Regions from separate parts of the Mus musculus genome. Here region 1 is linked to region 2. A link is a contact called in public capture Hi-C data. All regions are on one chromosome and are shown on one strand. Each heading gives the region's core, a stretch centred on a gene start, on an enhancer-like site or on the middle of the called end of the contact. The rest is flanking DNA. Distances are from core to core; before and after follow the strand shown. Region 1 has its middle 14 kb from the start of Serpinb2. Region 2 overlaps Serpinb11 (serine (or cysteine) peptidase inhibitor, clade B (ovalbumin), member 11).

The links. Capture Hi-C pulls out chosen DNA fragments and counts their contacts.
Region 1: a capture Hi-C map of bone marrow-derived macrophages shows a contact between it and region 2, with 6 times the contacts expected there. The contact joins two enhancer-like sites. A contact is called at or near these places in 1 of 15 datasets of contacts at CTCF or cohesin (pro-B cells), 2 of 484 Hi-C or Micro-C datasets (granulocyte-monocyte progenitors and myeloid progenitors), 1 of 115 datasets of contacts at active chromatin or transcription factors (the HPC-7 cell line) and 2 of 9 other capture datasets (bone marrow-derived macrophages and liver).

What each region holds. Positions count from the first base shown.
Region 1 is chr1:107,495,726-107,498,425 of GRCm38.p6, reverse strand. No RefSeq gene overlaps it. Among named protein-coding and RNA genes, the nearest start is that of Serpinb2, 14 kb to the left of the region's middle. Within about 2 kb of position 1,370, at least 41 of the 459 cell types and tissues checked have an H3K27ac peak or open chromatin away from gene starts, as enhancers often do. A contact at or near this core is called in bone marrow-derived macrophages, where this site is marked.
Region 2 is chr1:107,380,362-107,383,061 of GRCm38.p6, reverse strand. Serpinb11 (serine (or cysteine) peptidase inhibitor, clade B (ovalbumin), member 11) reads right to left here. Exons shown (of 8, transcript NM_025867.2): 8 at 2,587-2,700. Among named protein-coding and RNA genes, the nearest start is that of Serpinb11, 19 kb to the right of the region's middle. Within about 2 kb of position 1,426, at least 11 of the 459 cell types and tissues checked have an H3K27ac peak or open chromatin away from gene starts, as enhancers often do. A contact at or near this core is called in bone marrow-derived macrophages, where this site is marked.

The DNA.
Region 1 (2,700 bases), core at 121-2,620, 120 kb before region 2:
AGGGAAACTCAACTTAGGAATTGCTTTCTGAGTGAACTTTGGGGATTTCTGAGGGACATTTTCTTAGTTGATAATTAATGCAAGGGGATCTGGTCCACCCCTGCGTAGTGCTATCACTAAGCAGGTAGCTTTACACTTTGTAAGAAATGTGCACAAGTCAATAACCATGGTTTCTCCTTCAGTTCCTACATCTAGATCCCTGCCTTGAAATTCTAATCTGGGTTCCCTTAATGTCAGAGTTACTTTAGCCTGTAAGCTAAATGAACTCTTTCCTTCCCAAGATGGCACTGGTCCGTGTTTCAGCATGGCAGCAAATGCAAACTGAAATGGATCTCCATTGCACTAGATACTGTTAGTCTGAGAACCAACACTGGGTGGCAAGGCTCTGGTTATGCGCTATCCTTTGTGTATCCTATTCTAACCTCCAAGTTCGTAGAATAATGTGGCCTTGCTGATGTCTCACAGACATACTCAACCAGCGTCTGTATGCTGATGGCTTGACTTACAGCACTCACAGAATCCCCACTAAATGCTGGAGCCATGTGCCCAGAAAAGAGAATGAGAGGTGCCTGGGAGTACTGTATTCCCACAGAAAGCCCCTGGCCCGTAGCTGTTGCTGTAAGGATGCACGGGGCCAGTTTCTAAGTACTGACGTGGCACAAATGCCAGAGTTCTGCTCTGGAGTTCTCTGAGCGTCAGTTAAGTTTGTTTCTACATCAAGACTAATTTTTAAAGCATCTCTCCTTGCCCATTCTGCTCCATTTCTACCTTCTGACACCTTCTGTCCATCTACTTTCTCATGGTGGCACTTCCTGTTTGAACCACATGTCCCAATGTTCTAATTTTTTAGAGAACTGAACCAAAATCAGGCGGTCTTCAAAGTGATTCTGAGCTTCAAACAGAATGACGGAAAGGCATCAACAGTAGGAATATCCCATGTTAAGAACAGTGGGTGTGATCCCCAGCCTCAAACTAGCTACTGAGTTACAGTAGGTATTCTGTCAATTGGTGCTGAAGGGCTGACTGAATAATGATGCCCAGTTTCATGATAGAGTTTACTTAAAGCTTAGCTGAATTTCCTGTTTATGAGATTATGGCAGAAATGAGTCCTCCCCATACATAAATATCACCTAATAAGGGCCTACCAATTTCCTCTTTCACTGTCGAAGCACCCAGCATTAGTGTGGGATAAACAGAAGGTACAGAATAATCAGCAGCAAATATCCCTAGGTCTCACTTCTTTAACCATGAGATCTGAGCTGCCAACATTAACTAGAGTCATGCCACTTCTTTCCTGTGGCTTGGCTTCTACTCCTACTCCAGGAAGGAAGAGTAGAGCATGCAGTCATTGCCACATCAGATCATAACTGCTGTACCAGCATTCCTCCCTAACACTATAATCATGAGGGCAGGCAGGAGGACCACTCCACACGCACACCCTGCTTCCTCCCTCTGTCATGACAGCATATCGTGCAGCTGACACACTATGTGGCAACTAAACCATGTACACACTCCTGCACCACATTTTGAAATGTGGGCCCAGCAGATAGGAAGAGTTTCATCATTCTAAAAATGGTGAGTGTGCACAGAACATTTTGAGGAAAATGTCCACAAAATATTCTTTTTTAATGATTATTTAAAATTATTGTATACTACATCAAAAGCAGAAGGAAAATTGATGTGTGCACATTTCATATTAAACACATGTCACTTTAAAACACAAAATGACACAATTGGAGATGCAGCTGCTTTTGGAAATACACAAATATAAAGTAGAGAAAGCTAAAACAAGGATTATTTCTGAAGAAATCTCCAGCATTTTATTTTGTCTTTCGAAGAATGAAATTGATTATATTTAAAAAGTTACTTCCTCAACACTCTCCTAAACGCTTGACTATCAAGTCAGTCTGCCTTTTGTGCTTTAAGTTGCTGCTTTCATTATTGATTTTCATGCAATTTTCTTTCATCTCCTAATTTATTTTGGCATTGATTTGTTATAATTTTTTATTTCATTCTTTATAGTAAACCATGAAATGGTTAGTGTAGTAACAAAAAGAGACACATCTTTTAATATGATTAAATTTTGTATGTACAGATAGAAAAAAAATTTCATACTGAAGTAATTATTAGCATTTTCTTTAGATTTAGTTTGCAGTGTCTAAAGATACAATTTCCAATAAACTCATCAGCAGAAATAACTGTAGTTTTGATATTTGCTAAAGTGATACTTGAAGCAATATTATGACCCTTGTGAATCTGACAGTGGAACAAAAAAGCTCCCACACCATACTGAAGATATTAATTACCATGAGTAATTTGGACCGTAAGTTGGAACAATTGGCACTTTTGTGCCTCTGAAGTCAGAGGTTATTCTCTTCTTTCTTTGCCTCAATATTTCTATTCCTTATTTTTTCATGTCTATTCTCCTAGTACCCAGTAAATAAAGTCCACCTGAGTTCTACTATCAAAAGTCATGCAAATGTGTAACCTATATCGAATTTGTCTGGATAGTACAGCAAATAAGATAAGAATGGACAAATCCTAAATAATTCCACCCTTCATGCCCATTTACTGGATACTAAGAAAACTAGTTATGTATGAATTCCTTTGGGAGTATTCTCCAACTATCTAAGCACCAGGGCCTCTGCTGCCCTCTGGCCTTTCACACTCCTCTCACAAGGTGAATCACTTGCTCCGTAA
Region 2 (2,700 bases), core at 177-2,676:
AGGAGATCTCTCATGCCCAGTACTGGGGAGTTTCTTAGATAATCTAGGCTCTTGGCTCTATCATCCAAAGGGGCGTAACTTCATTTAAAGTATATACATATGTATACACATACACTTGTGTATATTACATATAACTTTAGCTAAATATAAAATACTGTGATTCCATATCGATTCTTCAAACATCTTTAGTGTTATGTATCCCCTTCCCTCTCTCCAATTCTGTGTGGATGTCCCTCTCCCCTCATGAGTTAACACCCTCTTTCTCCTATCACCAGAGTCCTGATGTTCTCTTCTCTAACACTTCTCCTCTACCCCACAGTCTCTGTTACTTGCCTGATTTCTGCAGTTACTCCAGAGTAGATACCAACATCCAAAAATCTGTAGCTAAAAACCAAAGATGAGAGAGATATGGCAGTTATCTATCTAACATGTTACCCCGTTCCATAAATTTTCTAGTTCTATCCACCAACTGGCAAATTCACACATTTCCTTTTTCTTTGCAGCTCAATAGAATTTCACTATCTCTATGAGCCATATTTTCATTGCCCATTTGCTAGATAAAGGAAATTTAGGGTGTTTCTATTCCCTAGCTATTGTGAATAGATTGGCTATGACAATAGCTAAGCAAGTATCTGGGGAGCAGGACATCAAGTTTGGGGTCATAGGATAAATTTATATTTAGATTTTTGGGAATATTCCACACTAATTTCCAGAGTATCTGGTCCAGTTGGCAGTCTCAACAAAAATGAGGGTTCCCCTCACCCACACTCGCACCAGGATCTTTTGGCACTTATTTTGTTGATCTTGGCCATTCTGACTGGGGTGAGGTGAAAACTCAGAGTTTTCTTAACTTGCAACTTTCTAGTTGATGAGGATGATGAACACTTTTGAGAAGTTTCTTAGCCTTTTTATTTCTTCTACTTGGAATTCTCTTTTCAGACACATAGCTCATTTTTAACTGGGTCTTTTGTTCTCTTAACTCTTTGGGTTTTTATTCTTTATACAATCTTGATATTAATCCTCTATCATACATGTAGCTGGCAAAGATTCTCTCCTACCTGTCAGCTACACAGCTTGGATGCTGAGAATTGAAGTCATAACTTCTGAAAGAGCTGCAAGTGATCTTAACTGCTGAGCCATCTCTAGAATCCCAACAATTTTTTACATTTTGTGAGTCAACTTGCCAGGGCCCAAGGACCCAGTGATTTGAACAAAGGTTAGCCTGGCTGCTGCTGCTGTGAAGGTATTTTTTTAACAAAAGATTAGCATTTGAAACAGCACACATTGAGTAAAGCTGATTACCTCCACCAAATGGGTAGAAATCATGTAATCAGTTGAAGGCCATAAGGGAAAATAGCTGAGATCCCCTAAAAGAGGAAATGCTCTCCTCATTCTAAAGCTAAAAGATAGATGAGTCACTTCCTCTTGTTCTTGCTCAATATATTATCCATATTCATAATATATCATATATTAATGACCAGCCAACCTGCCTCAGTCTCATGCAGGGAGGTCCAGGGATATAGTGTTCACCCTGGCATGGGCTTTTCATTGATACATCTGCATTTAAGTAACTCATGTCATAAAGGTAACCTTCCACTCATATTTCTTTAAGTAACCCTAATAAACCTACTGGTTAGCTAAGCTAGACCTTGATAGAATTGTTCCCTTGCTCTGCCTTCTTTGTCTGATCTGGAGTGAATAGATGTTTGTTCCAGTCTCCTCAGAAAAAAGACACAAAACATATACCCCTCATTACATTTCACATTTTGTACATGCTGGAACCATTGCACAGTGACATCTGTCATCTGGTTATTGTTCTGTGTTATCTTTAGTGAAAATTATGGAAGTGCTCTCTAAGTAGAACATCCAATTGATATCTATCTTTTGTTTCCCTAATAATTATATTCATTGAATTGATGATTTTTAAAGGAGGAAGGAATGTATTATATATTTTGACCAATAAATGGTTTGACCAGAAAACTGTAGTAGCGAGACAACGAGGCTATGAAGGCTCAGTCCCAAACAGGACATCTGTATCAAACCCTTCCAAGGATCAGGAAGCACTGCAGAAGACAGGGAAGAAAGAGGGTAAGAGGGACAAAGAGGGACACAATGAAGTGTGTCTCCTAGACACTAGGCATGCTCATTGTCCTCAGAAGGTCTCAGGAGCTGTGCTTACTTGCCCAAGATAAGCTCAATGTTTGGCCCATCAATGTTTCATAGCAAATGGAGAAGGGTCTCAGAAGATACCTTTCCTGAGGAACTTATTGATAATTAATGGCCAGGAGGATGGGTGCTATTTTCTTTAGTAGTGTGGTCTGTAATAAGTTACCCATGTTTCAGCAAACAACCTCTCACCCATACTTACTAATGCCAGCAACCCTCATTTAAACTTGGTAGGTCACAAATTAGAATCAGTGTAGGACGAGGAATTATGGGAAAGAAAAAGGGTTTCCATTGATGAGGGAGCGGAATGAGACAGAGTAGTGAAGAGGGACGAAAAAAAGACCAAAATTCATTATGAACATGGAAATTGTCATAGACATTTTTAGAAAAAGAAAGAAAGGGGGGAAGGGAATATTCCTTGCATAAGAAAGCTCAATTTATTAACTGATATAGTTTATTCTTATCTTCAAAGAGTTAAAAGCATTGTGTCTATATATTATGATCCATGTAGAAGTTTGAGCTGAAACCCATAGG